Linked DNA regions of Zea mays: region 1 is linked to region 2. The links are chromatin contacts, called in public Hi-C maps. All regions are on one chromosome and are shown on one strand. The core of a region is the stretch at or near the end of the contact, and the rest is flanking DNA. Distances in the headings are between cores, read along the strand shown.

Region 1 (7,213 bases), core at 3,984-6,483, 210 kb before region 2:
TCCAAAGACAACAAGCACATATTTGACATCTAAAGAATTGAAGATTTCCCAAGCTGCTTTTTCTGGGGACGACATTGCTGTACCAACTGTTGCTATATGAGTGTTGTTCCAGGTGTTATTGTCTACAATCACAGTTCTGTTGGCCATTGCAGTTGTTTGGTAACCATAGTCCCACCAGGAAGCAACCTGCAGTGCAACACCTTAATGTGTAAGTATAAAAGTCAGTCCACAATCAAGAGAAACCAAGGGGTGAGCATACCTTGTCATCAACATCTGTGTTATGGCTCAGCCATGCGTAAGCTTCACGGAAATCATCAAAAACATGCAACCCATCTCGTGAACGAGATGTCAACACAATTGAAGGCGCGGAGTACGCTTCAGCTGCCGCCCATACACAATGGACCTACAAAAATGGAATCATTAACATTAAGATTACCTCTCATTCGATGAAGACATTCATTGTCTTCATTCTGGTAAGACTAACAACAGAGAACTTACCACATAGAAACCACCTAATACGATGAGCAATAAAATACCCATAACAGATAATTCAAAAGGCAGAACCAAAAGCCTATTTTCCTTTTTAGGCTTTACAGGAACACTCTCTGCCACTTCTTTCTCCTTCTTCCGGTTCTTCTTTGATGTTTTTTCCTTTGGAGCTATTTCGTGTTTTTCATTCCTATTTTCATTTTTTGTTGAATTTGTAGAACTCTCTGGGCTACTGTCACCTGACTTTAATTCATAAGAGATTTTGTCAACAAGTGGTTGGATCAGAACAATGATTATTATACAAAGGGGAAAAACTATGTAAGAAGGAACCATACAGAAGTAGGGCTATCATCAAATAATTTTGACAGCTGCAATTTAATGGATCGTGTGAGCACACTGAAAACTTCAGATAGAGCAATCCCAGATAAAATGCACGCAGCAGGAGCAAGGACAAGCATAAGCCGTACCTAGCAAAGCATGGATGCCACAGAAAGTTATAACAAGTAAATAATAAAAAAAAGTGCATGAGATTCTTCCTACCGCAAGGATTCTTACCATTACTCCAGAAAAATAAACTGCAGTGACTAAGTACAAGACCATGAAGGAGCTTGCGTCAGACAGAGGCAAGAAGCATGACTGTGAATCATGTAAATATCGATTAATCAGAACTAAGAGTATTGCCGGTACAGTTTGAATTAACAAAGTATAATTCTTACAATAATCCCAGCAGGAATCAGGAAGGCCAACACATTAATGTCCATAAAATACGAGGGCCAGGTAGGAGGTTGGTGTTCACTGACACTAGCAATGATGGGGATGTACTTGCTTGCATAAGTTCTGTCAGAAAACAAGATTGAAGTTGCAGCGATTAATATGAGAAAAGCAGAACAAACACGCTGAAACAGGACGCCACATGCAAAGCAACACCAGAAAGGTCATTAAGACGTTGCAATGGTGAATTTGGTGATGTACACTTATATTTGTCTAAGATCCTAAGCATCAAATGTCAAGATCATTTCGTCAGATACACTAAAACCTAATAACAGCCAAGTCATCATTAAGTGTTATTTCATGTTTATTAGTTCTCACGTCAGGTCAGCCATGCATGATCAGCAAAACAAAATGTATTTTTATTCTAGAAGAACTTACGGGTCAAGTAGACTCAAACTGCGGCCACTCCAGCCTTTCGTTGGACTAGATGCCACCAATGCAACAAGTATGGCTACTACTGCAAAACAAACAGCTCTGCAGGAAGGATGTTGAAATCAGCATTTGGACATTGAGATGATAAATATTGAGATATTGATATTCAGAGACAAGGTTCTTGCTGGTTTCAATTTTTTGAAGTCCAAAGATATTAACCCTGTGTATTATAAAAGATTGGCAACTTCAGAGACTTACAAGCCAACAGATATGACAAGAGTCATAGCAACTTTGAACAGCCTAGGAGTCAAAAGCCCTTTGATATAATACACAAGAGCAACCACGTGAAGGATTATGAACACCTGCAACACAGGTATCCTGTCATTTTACATTTCTTTAATACAATAGTTGAATAGTACCGATAAGGCCTAGTTACTTATATAGAGATTCTATGTACAGTGTCCAGTGTAGTTGGGCAAATATTGTAAAATGAGGGAATATCATGAGTTTCCAAATTTGGAAGTCCAGCCTCAAGAAGCAAAACATTTGCAAGAGCTGGCAATGATATTGTACTGCGGAATGGAGAAAAATCAAGGAGAGGGTATATAGATACCAGAAATGATGCGAAGTGCTCAGAGGTCATTACTGCATTAAAACCAACCACCGGTACTAATGCTGCCAGAAGCGTTCCAAGTACAACCTACAAAATGATCCATGGATCTGGTAAGTTATAGTTCTGGACAACACTCTGGAAAGAAGATTGCGCCAACCAGAGGAAGCTTATTCACTCACAAGGGGAGCATATGCAATGTAGAGACGCGAAGAATAACGACCAGTTACAATGCACAAGAGGACATGCATTGGGATAAGATTGATAATGAATGTGTAGCCTCCCCAAGAGCAGACCTAGAAAAGCCTAGTAATATGATTACAAAGTACATTCGAAAAACATGGATCAAAATTTAACAAGTTTACCATGTAGAAATATGAGAGAGCATTGAGTGTTGCATAAAAGAGTGATCCCGTGTTCAGCGTCTGTTTATGCATAACAAGTCAGAGTCAGAGCATTGCATAACTCTAAAGAAGCAAATTGGAAAACATATCTTGAGCACTATTACCTTTACATATAGATAAAATGTAAATATCAAGGCAAATATTGCTACAGCTTCATTATCATAGCTGCCTGCAACAGATCTTGAAATATATGAGGGGACCTGTGATGATTCGAGAGCATTCTGATCAATATTATGTTACGAGGAGAGTATGGAAGACTACATACATAGATAATACAATGTACTAAGAAGTGGGAGAGTAGCAACAAATTAACATCTTGGTATTATCTGAATGAAGTGTTACAGTTGGGCAACGTTAACAAAATCCTGTAAGAAAAAAATTGCAGACCAAAGTAACTGAAGAAACTCTGATTGTCAAATACCCAGGTTAAACAAAACACAGATTCAGTGATTCAATACTATTTCTCAATTCCTTTAGAGATATATGTTTAGGAAAAAGAAATCAGCCATCATAAATAGTATTGCAAATTTGTAAAACTTATCTTTGCTACAATGTACATGGACAGTATAAAGCTGAAATGAACTGACAATAAATCTGGTTTGACTGAAGAGAATTTCTATTTCCATTTCATCATGAAAATTGCTAAATATCTATAAACCTCGGAAACATGTTTTGTACCAATTTAGCTTTTCCTTAATTGTGGTCAAAATTGGTATGAGTCATTAGCACAATTTACCATTGCTAAAATGGCTGCTGCCATTAATCCAGCTCCAGTACCTTTCGCTTCCTATAGCAGAATTCAAAGTAAGCACACAATTTGCAAATGGGTAAGAATCACTGGTGGAGCGGCTCAGAGGCAAAGGTGAGCCATCCCCCCTCTCTGCTAACACATTACCATGTAATAATTATTATATAATATAGATACACTAATTAAAGTGGAAAGGTAGGTTGATACTTGATCGAATGCTAATCTTTTTCTTTGATATATGTGATTACCAATTCCATGTAAGACAAGTTAGTAAGAAAACATACTAAAGCAGCGAAAAAAATCTATACATTAATTTGTACTAAAGAATCTAGCCCCCCACCCTTCACTTACTATAGCAGAATTCAAAGTAAGCACACAATTTGCAAATGGGTATTGGGTAAGAATCACTGGCAGAGCGGCTCAGAGGCAAAACTGAGCCATCCCCCCTCTCTGCCAACACATTACCGTGTAATAATTATTCTATAATATAGATACACTAATTAAAGTGGAAAGGTAGGTTGATACTTGATCGAATGCTAATCTTTTCTTCTTTGATATATGCAATTACCAATTCCATGTAAGACAAGATAGTAAGAAAACATACTAAAGCAGCAAAAAAAAATCTATACATCAATTAGCCCCCCCCCCCCCCCCCAATTCCACCCTCTGTCACTGGTAACATTAATGTGAGTTAATGTGAGAGCTCACATTTCCTTGAACAACCAACCTTTGTTAGCAGGTAGGTAGCCCATGATGCATTTGCTGAGAAAATTGGAGCTGTGAACACACAAACTGTCTCCACCGACAATGGGATGTTAAGAGAGTTCAGCAACCTAGTGGACCATTCAAATACTTTAGGCATATTGAATCAGAAGCAATGTAAATGTAAGACGGTAAATTGTGTCCCTTGATGGCATACCACCACATAGTTCCAGCAGTCAATGTCAACCCAGGATACACAGTGCCACCGATCACACGGCCAAGGGGGTACCTAAAGCAGCAGCAGCAGCAACAGCAACGAAATCAGCCGAGTAATTGATTCCTTCCACACAGAAATTGCGCAATACTAAATGGTTGATAGTTTGGAGCTGCCCTTACCATGTCCTATCATCAAACCAGTTCCAGAACTCATAAATTCCATTCTTGGACAGAAACTGTAACAAGAAGAAATTTAGACCAGATGTGACAGATGATCGTTTCAGCCAAAAAGTTATGCCCCTACGTGAGAGTCACTTTCTTTATCCTTCCACTCATTATCTCATAGTAAACTAAATCTAACACACAGCGCACAGCAGAAGAGTTGATTTTCAAAACCCAAAACCCTCCCAACACCGAAACACAGCATGAATATAGGCGCCGTAGTCTCCTACGGAAGCGAGCTCAGTTCCACATATAGCAGAACAGAAGGAAAAAGTTAAATGAATGGATCCGGCAACCAGACCTGAGTGACGCGGAAGTTGAAGTAGGGGTCGAACTCGTGGATCACGCTCTCGTACTTGATTACCTGCGCAGCAACAGGCATAACGCGTGAGCACACACACAATTCGGGGAGCGCTTTGCGAGCGCCGAACTGGATCTGGAAGCTCGGGGGCGAAACGGATCTTACAGAGAAGAGGCGGATCGAGAAGGCGACGACGCCGATGAGGAGAAGCGTGAAGGCGCAGAGCACGCCCCCGAAGGCGTTGCGGAGCCGCCCGCCGCCGCCGGCCGCTGCGGGGGAGACCTCGGGCTCCGCCATTGCGGCCTGCGTCCTTGGGGGTGTGTGTGTGGGTGGAAGTGGAACGCGCGGAAATCCGAGAGCTGGACCCAGGCGGAGACGAAGACCTCGCGATCGTGAACTTGGGTTGGGTGCTCCAGTCCCGTGCTACGACTCGGGATTTATTGAGCTTTTCGCGAGTAAGCCCCTGAGAACGCTTCTATTTGTCGGAACGGGGTTGTTTGATTGAATCCCGCTTCGGCCTACTATAATGCGCAGACACGGTGTGTCGTTGTAAATGTAATACTAGATCGATTTTTTTAGTTTGAATAGTAGGAGTATATTTTATTGAGATAACCAAAATTTTATTCGTGGCCATCGAACAGTCGAAGAGATGAAAATAGAAAACTACACACAATGATAAGGATACCATACCCTAGGGCTAATGTGAAAAATCTAGGCAAGCGACGATCGATACCGTTGGTATTTTCATCCATGGGCCTAGATTTCTCTTTTTTTTTGTCAAGAAAATGACTCCGCCTAATCGGTTCGATGACATGTTTTCCAGCACAGTAGCCAATCAGAAAGCCCCAAACAGCTAGGGACCACAGGAAACACCTTGGTGTACAAAACGGTATGCAATCCAGTGGCGTGGCTTGGTGAGCGCACTTTTTTTAAAAAAAGAAAAAGAAAGGAAAGAAGAACAAGAAGAAAGGTAAGCGTGAGCGGATAAACCCAAATTATATAGTGAACAGATATAGTGAAGGTGTCAATAGAAAAAAAAAATGCTTTCAATGTTTCAAGTTACAGGAAACGGTATTTCCTCGCTTCACCTTGAAATACCGTTTCCAGTACCTTAAAACCTTGTGAAAGCACCATTAGAGATTCAGAGTTTCGTTTCAGGCTTTCAGCCGAAAGCATCCAATCTCTTGCCTTGCAATTACCAACCTATGAGGCTATTAACACAACAAAATGACACAATTCATCCACTCAAAAAACACTCTAGATGACACGACACTCCTGAGAGCAACATATGATTTCTCGAAATTACACCAGCACTTTTTTTTCGAGGCCGAGGGAGAGACAGAAACAAGACATACACCATGGCCATTAACATACAACTGCCCTCATATGGACATGAGACAACATAACTTCGATTAAACGTGAAAATTGAATAATTTTAATGTTACACGCCAAAAGGAAGTTCACTCAGTAAGCTCTCAAACTTCAGCAAAATTTGCTGCTGAATCTTTGGCATGCTGGCATTCTCGAACAAGTAAACAGAAGAAACAGAGAATATTCCGGATGATTGGTTCTCATTGCCATATCAAATGCCAAATATCAAATCCATCACATTGGTTACAATTGATTTTGCTGGTGCAGCAACGCTGCCAGTTGCACGACGGCCAGCATCTCGGCTGGCATTCGTGTTAGCTTTCGGGTCATATGGGCGGGGCAAGGCTCCTAACTGGTTTGATGCACCTACGCTCTTCAAGCCCAGTGACTTTGAAGGCAAGGAAACCATAAATCCACCTTGATTGCTTTGAGCGAAACCCTTGTCCAGCTGCTGCCGGTGCACTGCATCAATAGGCTTTACTCCAACTATCAGACTGTTGCTTAGTTGCATACCATTTTTCTGAAGAGCCTTGCGAGCATCATACGAGCGCTGCAGGACCACATACATGATGGTGAAGTTGTCAGTTTTAAGACTGTCAGATAGCAATCTAGAAACATTTACTATGATGCATGTAAACATCAGAAGTGACAAAATAGTCAAATAAATACAGATTGTAACATCTCAAAATTAAGAGATCTGGAAACAACGATCCGAACAATACATCTAGAATGGTAAAGTTGGTAGTGACCATACAGGATTTCAATATAGAAAATATGTACAACAAATTGACACTATCAACAAAAGAACAAACTGAATATCTGATATCAACAAAAGCTCTGAATAGTTGCTATCTGGAGAAGCCTAATAACTTGACTGTGCCAAGGGAATTCAGAAAGCACATGACATTTCTATTTATTTTCCAGCATCTTAACAAGGATATTTGTAAACCCATCGTCAGCAGACACATAACAATGCATCATTTTATAAGTTCCCTGTGATGCTACCC
Region 2 (7,528 bases), core at 1,306-3,805:
CACTAATAAGTGACTGTGTTGGTGCATTCTGCGAGAAGATTATTAATGTCATAACAGAGACGTCAAATAGCAGAGTAGCATAATTCAACAACTTTGGGGGCAGTATCCTTGAAGTACTTACATCTAAGCTATTAGAGTGCATCATCTCTGAAATCTTGGCAGCAGCAGGTCCAGAATATGATCCGTGTTTTAATTGGAAAACATCACAAAACTTTTGTCCTGTGGGACATATAACAATCCTCCGTAGATTAAACAGATATGAAATCTGCACCGGACACAATGAATAACACTATACAAAGTGGGAAATGTTATAATATTGTGGATGCGCGCAGCTTAGAAACGATATTAAATGATAATGATCATTGAATGTGCAATTTGTAACGGATTAAAATTATGTCAGCTGTAATCAGAATCTGAATATCTCATTTCTGGATGATTCTTGAAAGGTTGTGCGAGAAATAAATCTACCAGAAAAGACAGAAGTTTTCTGATGGGCTTTGGGATCTGCAACGCCATTTCTCTTGTCCTCTGCAGGGGATCTTTTCCCTAGTGCTGCACCATGAACTTGAGGCTTGTCCATTTCCGGAACTCCCCATTGTTTTCTCAAAGGAGTTCTGGTAACATCTGGTGGAATATCGTCACCTAATCTAGGATCCACACTGTCTCTCAAAACCAAGAGACATTCCACTACAGGAGACATTGATCCCTGTAACCATCAAGCCTATAAGTTAACAGAATGTGACAACCAGGAGAGCAGGAACTAGGGAATAGTGTGTCATATCTACGAGTACTCCCCATCTTATAGTATGCAAATAGATAAACTGTGGAATTTTAGTCCATGTTCCCGTGCTCGTGAGCCTCAGCAACATAAAAACATTCGAAGAAAATGACATGTTACAAGGTTGTATAGCTATGTTGTGACATAGGATTTAAAGCAACAGTTCATCGCATTTGTAGTTGTAGTTGAAGGCCTCCTTCGTGAAAGCAATCAACATAGTACAGACTACAGAAAAGGAACTAACACAATCAAGTATTTACCGTGGAACCAGATCTTTAAGTTATTGCTGCAGTTCAGTCATAGCTACACATTGCGAAGATATCAAGAACACATTTACCACCAAAAACAAAGGAAAGAAATCGCATATAGATGTATATTCCAAACTTCTATTTGTCTGTACATAGATGACTGGAAAATGACAAAAAGTTCAAAAACATGACCAACAATGATGGCACCCTACTATGAAATACTGCATCAGAAACAGCGTCCGTGCAATAAGAATTGAGCCTCAAAAGTATGGCAATTCTTCAGAGTTCTGGGGTGCATACCAACTCTTGTGTGTGTGACAACTGATAATGGAACCCTCACCTCATCAAGATCTTTCACACTGAAACCTGGCAGCCCCATATCAGCAATCACTGAGAGGAATTTGTTCAGATTGCCCAACCGTTGATCCGACGGTGCATAACCGTCCCAGGATCCCTGAACAAAAATGGCCACACTCAATTGACTCATAGCACAAACATCAACATCTCCGCTGTGCAGAACACACACACATTGTCCAAGAAAAAAAAGGACTTGCCTCAAGAACCCCCGAGATGAGTGTGTTCGCAACACGGCACAGGACCACGCCGTCACACACACACTGACACACATATACACATTGTCCAAGAAAAAAAAGGACTTGCCTCAAGAACCCCCGGGATGAGTGTGTTCGCAACACGGCACAGGACCACGCCGTCACTGAGCAGCTCTCGTAGCTCTTCATCCGATGAATCCGGAGGCAAACTGAATTCCGGGAGTAAGGCGTTCATCCATTCGATCAGCTGACCACGCCGATTAGCTACAAGGATTTTACAACCGCCGTGTGATGTAAATATGACAAAAAAAAGGAGGAAATTGCAACTCCGAGCTCGACTGCTCGACAGCTCCAAACTAAAAACAGAACAAACAGAGGCACAGCGGCTAAGGTCAGCCACATGCTACTCCAACAAATATAGCTAAACAATCAAGCACTGAGATCCAAACAATGAGACCGTAGCTCCGTAAACATGAGAAAACTCTCCGTAACTCAACCCAGACATTTGAGCTACCTGGCTCGAATTCCACAACCCAAGTGCACATCCAGATCAGCACACGGCTCACCTTCGTGGTCGTGGGTCCCCTCGACCTCGCCGTTCACGCTCCTCATTCCTCGCCGGCGCGCGGTAGCCCTGGCTCAGATCGAGCCCGGCGGCGGCGAGGTTGCACGGATTCGAGCTCGCCCCGGGCCGAATCGGAGGGTTTCGGGGTAATGCGGGTCGGGGTTTTTGCCTCCGCCACGGCCCACGGGAGCCGTGCTGTGCTGCGCGCTCGCCTTTCGCTCTTCTCTAAGCGCCGGAGCACTGTTGTTTTCTCGGCGACTCGGCGTAGGTCGGGGGTTTCGAATTGTTTTTAGCCTCGCGTGTTGAATTGCGGCAGCGGAATTGCCTCTCGCTGACTCGCTCTTCTTCCTGAACTCGCGCCCCCCGTCACTGTTACCGTTAGCTAGTAGGGGCCACAAGACTACAAGAGTGATGCCGGTTTTTTTTTCTCCGTCCTGCTTCTTTTTTTCCCGGAAACCAACTAACCAAGAAATTATACGAACACGATTAACCTTGTTGCGTTGCTCATTGCATACACTCGAGCACCAACGCATTCTGTTCATTCATTCATTCCCAATGGAAGGGGTATGATACCTCATCATTGCAGTAACCATCCTAAGGTGTCCACATCATAATGATACTTGATGACATACTGATTACGAAATCCAAACCTACTTCGTTTGAAGCATAATAATATTCACGAATTTATTTTGATGGGTACGGATGAGGTGAAACACTACACCAAAAGAAGAGAATTAAGACCTGTTTGGTTTGAGTGACTAAAGTTTAGTCCATCTATTTTAACTAGGTATGTGCACGTGTGTTGTCACGAGGCAGGGCTACAAAAATATTTTTTTTATTTATTTGTAAATACTAAGTTATACGTGGTCTGGTGGTTAGCCTCAAGATTCTATAATAAAGTAGAGGATTGTGGGTTCAAATGCTTGTCCTGCACTAATTTTTGCGGACGCTGAGCGTGGGGAAGGTGAAGCCGTGGTAGTACTAGGTGCCCACATTAGGTTCATAATAGATAGTAGAGTTTTTGTTTATTTGTAAACACTAAGTTATACGTGGTCTGATGGTTAGCCTTAAGATTCTATAGTAGAGGGTTGTGGGTTCAAATGTTTGTCATGCACTATTTTTTTGCGAACGCTGGGCGTGGGGAAGGTGAAGCCGTGGTAGCATTATGTGCCCGCATTAGTTTCTTATTAGATAGTAGAGATAGAGATTCCATTTAGTCTCCAACAGAGTCGGATCCAAGAGACGGGCAAGGTGGGCCATGACATCACCTCAAAATTTTTAACCCGTTATACCTAGGTTTAGGTACACAACAAAATAAACAAACTTTTATATAGTAAGTGCAGACAAATCTAATAAAAACTAGGTTTTGATCTATTTTTCTTTCAACGCTTCACTGCTCAGTCCACTCTCTATCTGAGCCATTCGATTCTCTTTCCTGGCACAAGCCCGCTTGTGGCTCACTCGCTTCTTCGGTCATCGATTGATCAGTTACTCGGCGACCTAATCCGGTCGCTGCAGCGCCACCTTGCCTCCTCATTACTCGTCATCTCATCGTCTCGTCAGGATCCTGCACACAGTATTGATATTTTGCCTCCTAGACCGCACTGACAGATGGGTAAGCTGTTGGTGGGACCGTGGCGTCACTTGTCCCTCGCTAACTCGCTAAGGTCCCACCGCGCCGTCACAACACGACAATGGTTGTCTTGCCGCCACCGCCATCTATCGCTGCCTTGCCTCCTGCCCTCGCTCCTCCCACTTGTTGTCGCCTCACCGACGCCATCTCACGACAGATTCGACGGCTCGCCACGATGACTCGCCACAACTTGTTGTCGCCTCACCGACGCCATCTCACGACAGATTCGACGGCTCGCCACGATGACTCGCCACAACGACGCACTGATGTGGCCCAGCCCACCTATTTTCTCTCTCCATCTCTGCTTTAGGTAGCCGAAAAGGTTTTTTATTCATATCATTTTGGAAACACTATATATTATCATCAATCTACATTTATGTAGTGGTCTAGTCTCGTGATCTGTCTCTTGTGCTGTCGACTCCACTTATAATTTTGTTCTGCGTCGTCTCCAAATTCTCAAACGATATAACTAAAACAGATACTAAACTGTTTTAGACCCTAGTCCCTCAAAGGATGATTAAAAGGGACTAAAACATATTAATTCTATATTTCGCCTCTCATTCATTTTAGTTGCACTAATGACGAGATAATATTAACGAACATTTTGGTCTTCTTACGAGTCATTTAATGCAATTTGAATAATTTAAGGTAGTGTTTGGTTGAAGAGCCAAGTAGAACAGAGCCGTTCCATCCCTGATTCTAGGAACGGAGCCGCTCTGTTCTGTGTTTGGTAATTTGGAACGGAGCGGCTCTGTTTTTTGTTTGGTTGCAGGGTGAACGGAATGGAGCGTGACTGTGAGAGTGGGATGGGAACGGAGCGGCTCCGTCCCGTTGATTTTTTGGAGCGGAATGGTTCCGGATCTGAGGAGAATATTCCCTAATTGGAGTCATTCCGTTCTAGTTCCTTTGTAACCAAACAGCAACAAAACTAGAACAGAACGGCTCCGTTCTACTTGGCTCTTCAACCAAACACTACCTAAGTCCATGTGCTAAAGGATCTAAACATGCCCTAAGACATTGTTTGGTTCCATGACCTTGTTAGATAGAGCATTCCATATTTTAAGGATAGAACCTCTCTGTGGTGTTTGGTAGTTAGAATAAAGTCACTCTATTTTTTGTCTGGTTTCAGAATAAGTAGAATAGAGCAACTCTATCATATATTTGGAACTGCTCTATCCTATATTTGGTTGACGAGTGCAATAGATAGTTCCCTAGCACGACACATTCAACCATTTATTATGTTTTGAAATGACATGGTTTCGCTAGGCTTTGCTCTATTAACGAACCATTTGTTTATAAAGTATACTGTGATGATTTTACAGCTTTAATATGATAGATATTGACACTCTTCTGTAAGTTTTATATAAATTTAGAATACTCTGACTAAGTACAACCTAATAACCCCTTAATGGATGTAATATATTTCATCTACAAAAGTTGTATCCATTTATTTTCATATTAAATAATATTTTAAAAAGTACCGACTCAAATGTTACATACTTCTTTCGCTGATTCTACACATTTCATCTGTGGTCTCGTCTGCATGTACAATCTAATTAAATGAAGGGTCTCTTGAGAGTTTTTAGGGAATAATTGAAAAAAATTAAGAGACCTAAAAAATCTGTCTCTCCACGACTTTTTATATATATTGTCTTCTGATTGTATTAATGTCGGCGTTTCGAGACCGAGGGGTCCCAGGACCGACGAGTAAACTGTCGTTGTGTGCCCCAGCCCAGATGGGTCGGCGCGAGACGGAACGCGAAGGGGGGAAGGCAGCCAGAGGGAGACGGGCGTGAGAGGTGGAAATCCCGCGGCCTTCGTGTTTGTCCCGCGCCCAGGTCGGGTGCGCTTGCAGTAGGGGGTTACAAGCGTCCACGCGGGAGGGAGCGAGCGGCCTCACACGAGCGCCTGTCCCGTCCTTTCCCCGCGCGGCCAACCTTCTGTAAGAGGGCCCTGGTCCTTCCTTTTATAGGCGCAAGGAGAGGATCCAGGTGTACAATGGGGGGTGTAGCAGTGTGCTAATGTGTCCAGCGGAGGAGAGCTAGCGCCCTAAGTACATGCCATCGTGGCAGCCGGAGAGGTTTTGGCACCCGGTTCGTGTGGTGTCGTGACCGTCGGAGGAGCGCTGGAGCCTGGCGGAAGGACAGCTGTCGGGGCTGTCGAGTCCTTGCTGACGTCCTCTTGCTTTCGTAAGGGGGCTGAGAGCCGCCGTTGTCACAGAGCGTGCGGGGCGCCATCATTACTTGTCTGGCGGAGCGAGCCGGATGGGACGCCGGTCTTGTTCCCCGTAGCCTGAGTCAGCTTGGGGTAGGGTAATGATGGCGCCTCCTGTTGACGTGGTCGGTCCGTGGTGCCCTAGGTTGGGTGATATGGAGGCTCCTCCGAGGTCGAGGTCGAGTCTGTCTTCCGAGGCCGAGGTCGAGTCCGAGCCCCTGGGTCGGGCGAGGCGGAGACCGTCGGCTGAGGCCAGGGCTGAGCCCGAGCCCCGGGGGTCGGGCGAAGCGGAGTTCGTCATCTTCCGGGGCTGAGCCCGAGTCCGAGCCTTGGGTCAGGCGGAGCAGAGTTCGTCGTCTTCCGGGGCTGAGCCCGAGTCCGAGCCCTAGGTCGGGCGGAGCGGAGTTCGTCGTCTTCCGGGGCTGAGCCCGAGTCCGAGCCCTGGGTCGGGCAGAGCGGAGTTTCCCATGGCGCCCAGCGCTGGGCTTGGCTGCTGTCAGCCTCACTCTGTCGAGTGGCACAGCAGTCGGAGCGGCGCAGGCAGCGCTGTCCTCTTGTCAGACCGGTCAGTGGAGTGGCGAAGTGATTGCGGTCACTTCGGCTCTGTCGACTGGAGGGCGCGTGTCAGGATAAAGGTGTCAGGCCACCTTTGCATTAAATGCTCCTGCGATTTGGTCGGTTGGCGTGGCGATTTGGCCTAGGTTGCTTCTTGGCGAAGATTGGGCCTCGGGCGAGCCGAATGTGTGTCCGTTGCTGGAGGGGGCCTCGGGCGAGACGTAGATCCTCCGGGGTCAGCTGCCCTTGTCTGAGGCTGGGCTCGGGCGAGGCGTGATCGAGTCCCTCGAATGGACCGATCCTTGACTTAGTCGCACCCATCAGGCCTTTGCAGCTTTGTGCTGATGGGGGTTACCAGCTGAGATTTAGGAGCCTTGAGGGTACCCCTAATTATGGTCCCCGACAGTAGCCCCCGAGCCTAGAAGGGAGTGTTAATACTCGCTTGGAGGCTTTTGTCGCACTTTTTTGCAAGGGGACCAGCCTTTCTCGGTTGCGTTTTGTTCCGGTGGGTGCGCGCGAGCGCACCCGCCGGGTGTAGCCCCCGAGGCCTCGGAGGAGTGGTTTGACTCCTCCAAGGTCTTAATGCCTCGCGCAATGCTTCGGCTGGTCTGGTTGTTCCCTCATGCGAGCTGGTCGTAGCCCGGGTGCACGGTCGGGTCCCAAGTTCTCGGGCTGGTATGTTGACGCTATCAACGGTTTGGCCGGAGCCGGGTTTGCGAGAGCAGCCCCCGAGCCTCTGCACAGGGCGAGAGGACGGTCAAGGACAGACTCGACTTTTTTACATACGCCCCTGCGTCGCCTTTCCGCAAGGAGGAGGGGGGAAAGCGCCATGTTGCCCTCGGAGGGCGCCGAACATGGTGTCTCCGGTGAGCTGCTGGCGGGTAATCCGAGTGGACGCCTGTGCCCCATTTGTTAGGGGTCGGCTAGAGGCCCGGAGGCGCGCTCAAAAGTACCTACGGGTGATCTGCCGGACCCGGTCCCCTG

What was found. Hi-C and Micro-C count contacts between places; a contact is called where the count stands out from the background.
Region 1: a contact with region 2 is called in a Hi-C map of leaf, with 6 times the contacts expected there. The contact joins the promoter of LOC100217123 here to the promoter of LOC100193412 in region 2. A contact is called at or near these places in 5 of 25 Hi-C or Micro-C datasets (bundle sheath, ear, endosperm and 2 more).

Annotation. Positions count from the first base shown.
Region 1 is chr6:172,103,006-172,110,218 of Zm-B73-REFERENCE-NAM-5.0, reverse strand. LOC100217123 (Dolichyl-diphosphooligosaccharide--protein glycosyltransferase subunit STT3A) reads right to left here and starts at 5,233. Exons shown (of 23, transcript NM_001359623.1): 1 at 5,001-5,233; 2 at 4,836-4,898; 3 at 4,493-4,548; 4 at 4,314-4,385; 5 at 4,122-4,227; 6 at 3,383-3,433; 7 at 2,751-2,846; 8 at 2,608-2,667; 9 at 2,425-2,538; 10 at 2,246-2,332; 11 at 1,891-1,994; 12 at 1,639-1,734; 13 at 1,206-1,326; 14 at 1,045-1,125; 4 more. The coding sequence starts at 5,132. LOC100194358 reads right to left here. Exons shown (of 3, transcript NM_001139393.1): 3 at 6,113-6,756. The coding sequence ends at 6,418.
Region 2 is chr6:171,889,010-171,896,537 of Zm-B73-REFERENCE-NAM-5.0, reverse strand. LOC100193412 reads right to left here and starts at 2,555. Exons shown (of 21, transcript NM_001358729.1): 1 at 2,144-2,555; 2 at 1,687-1,841; 3 at 1,367-1,480; 4 at 469-706; 5 at 122-219; 6 at 1-28. The coding sequence starts at 2,189.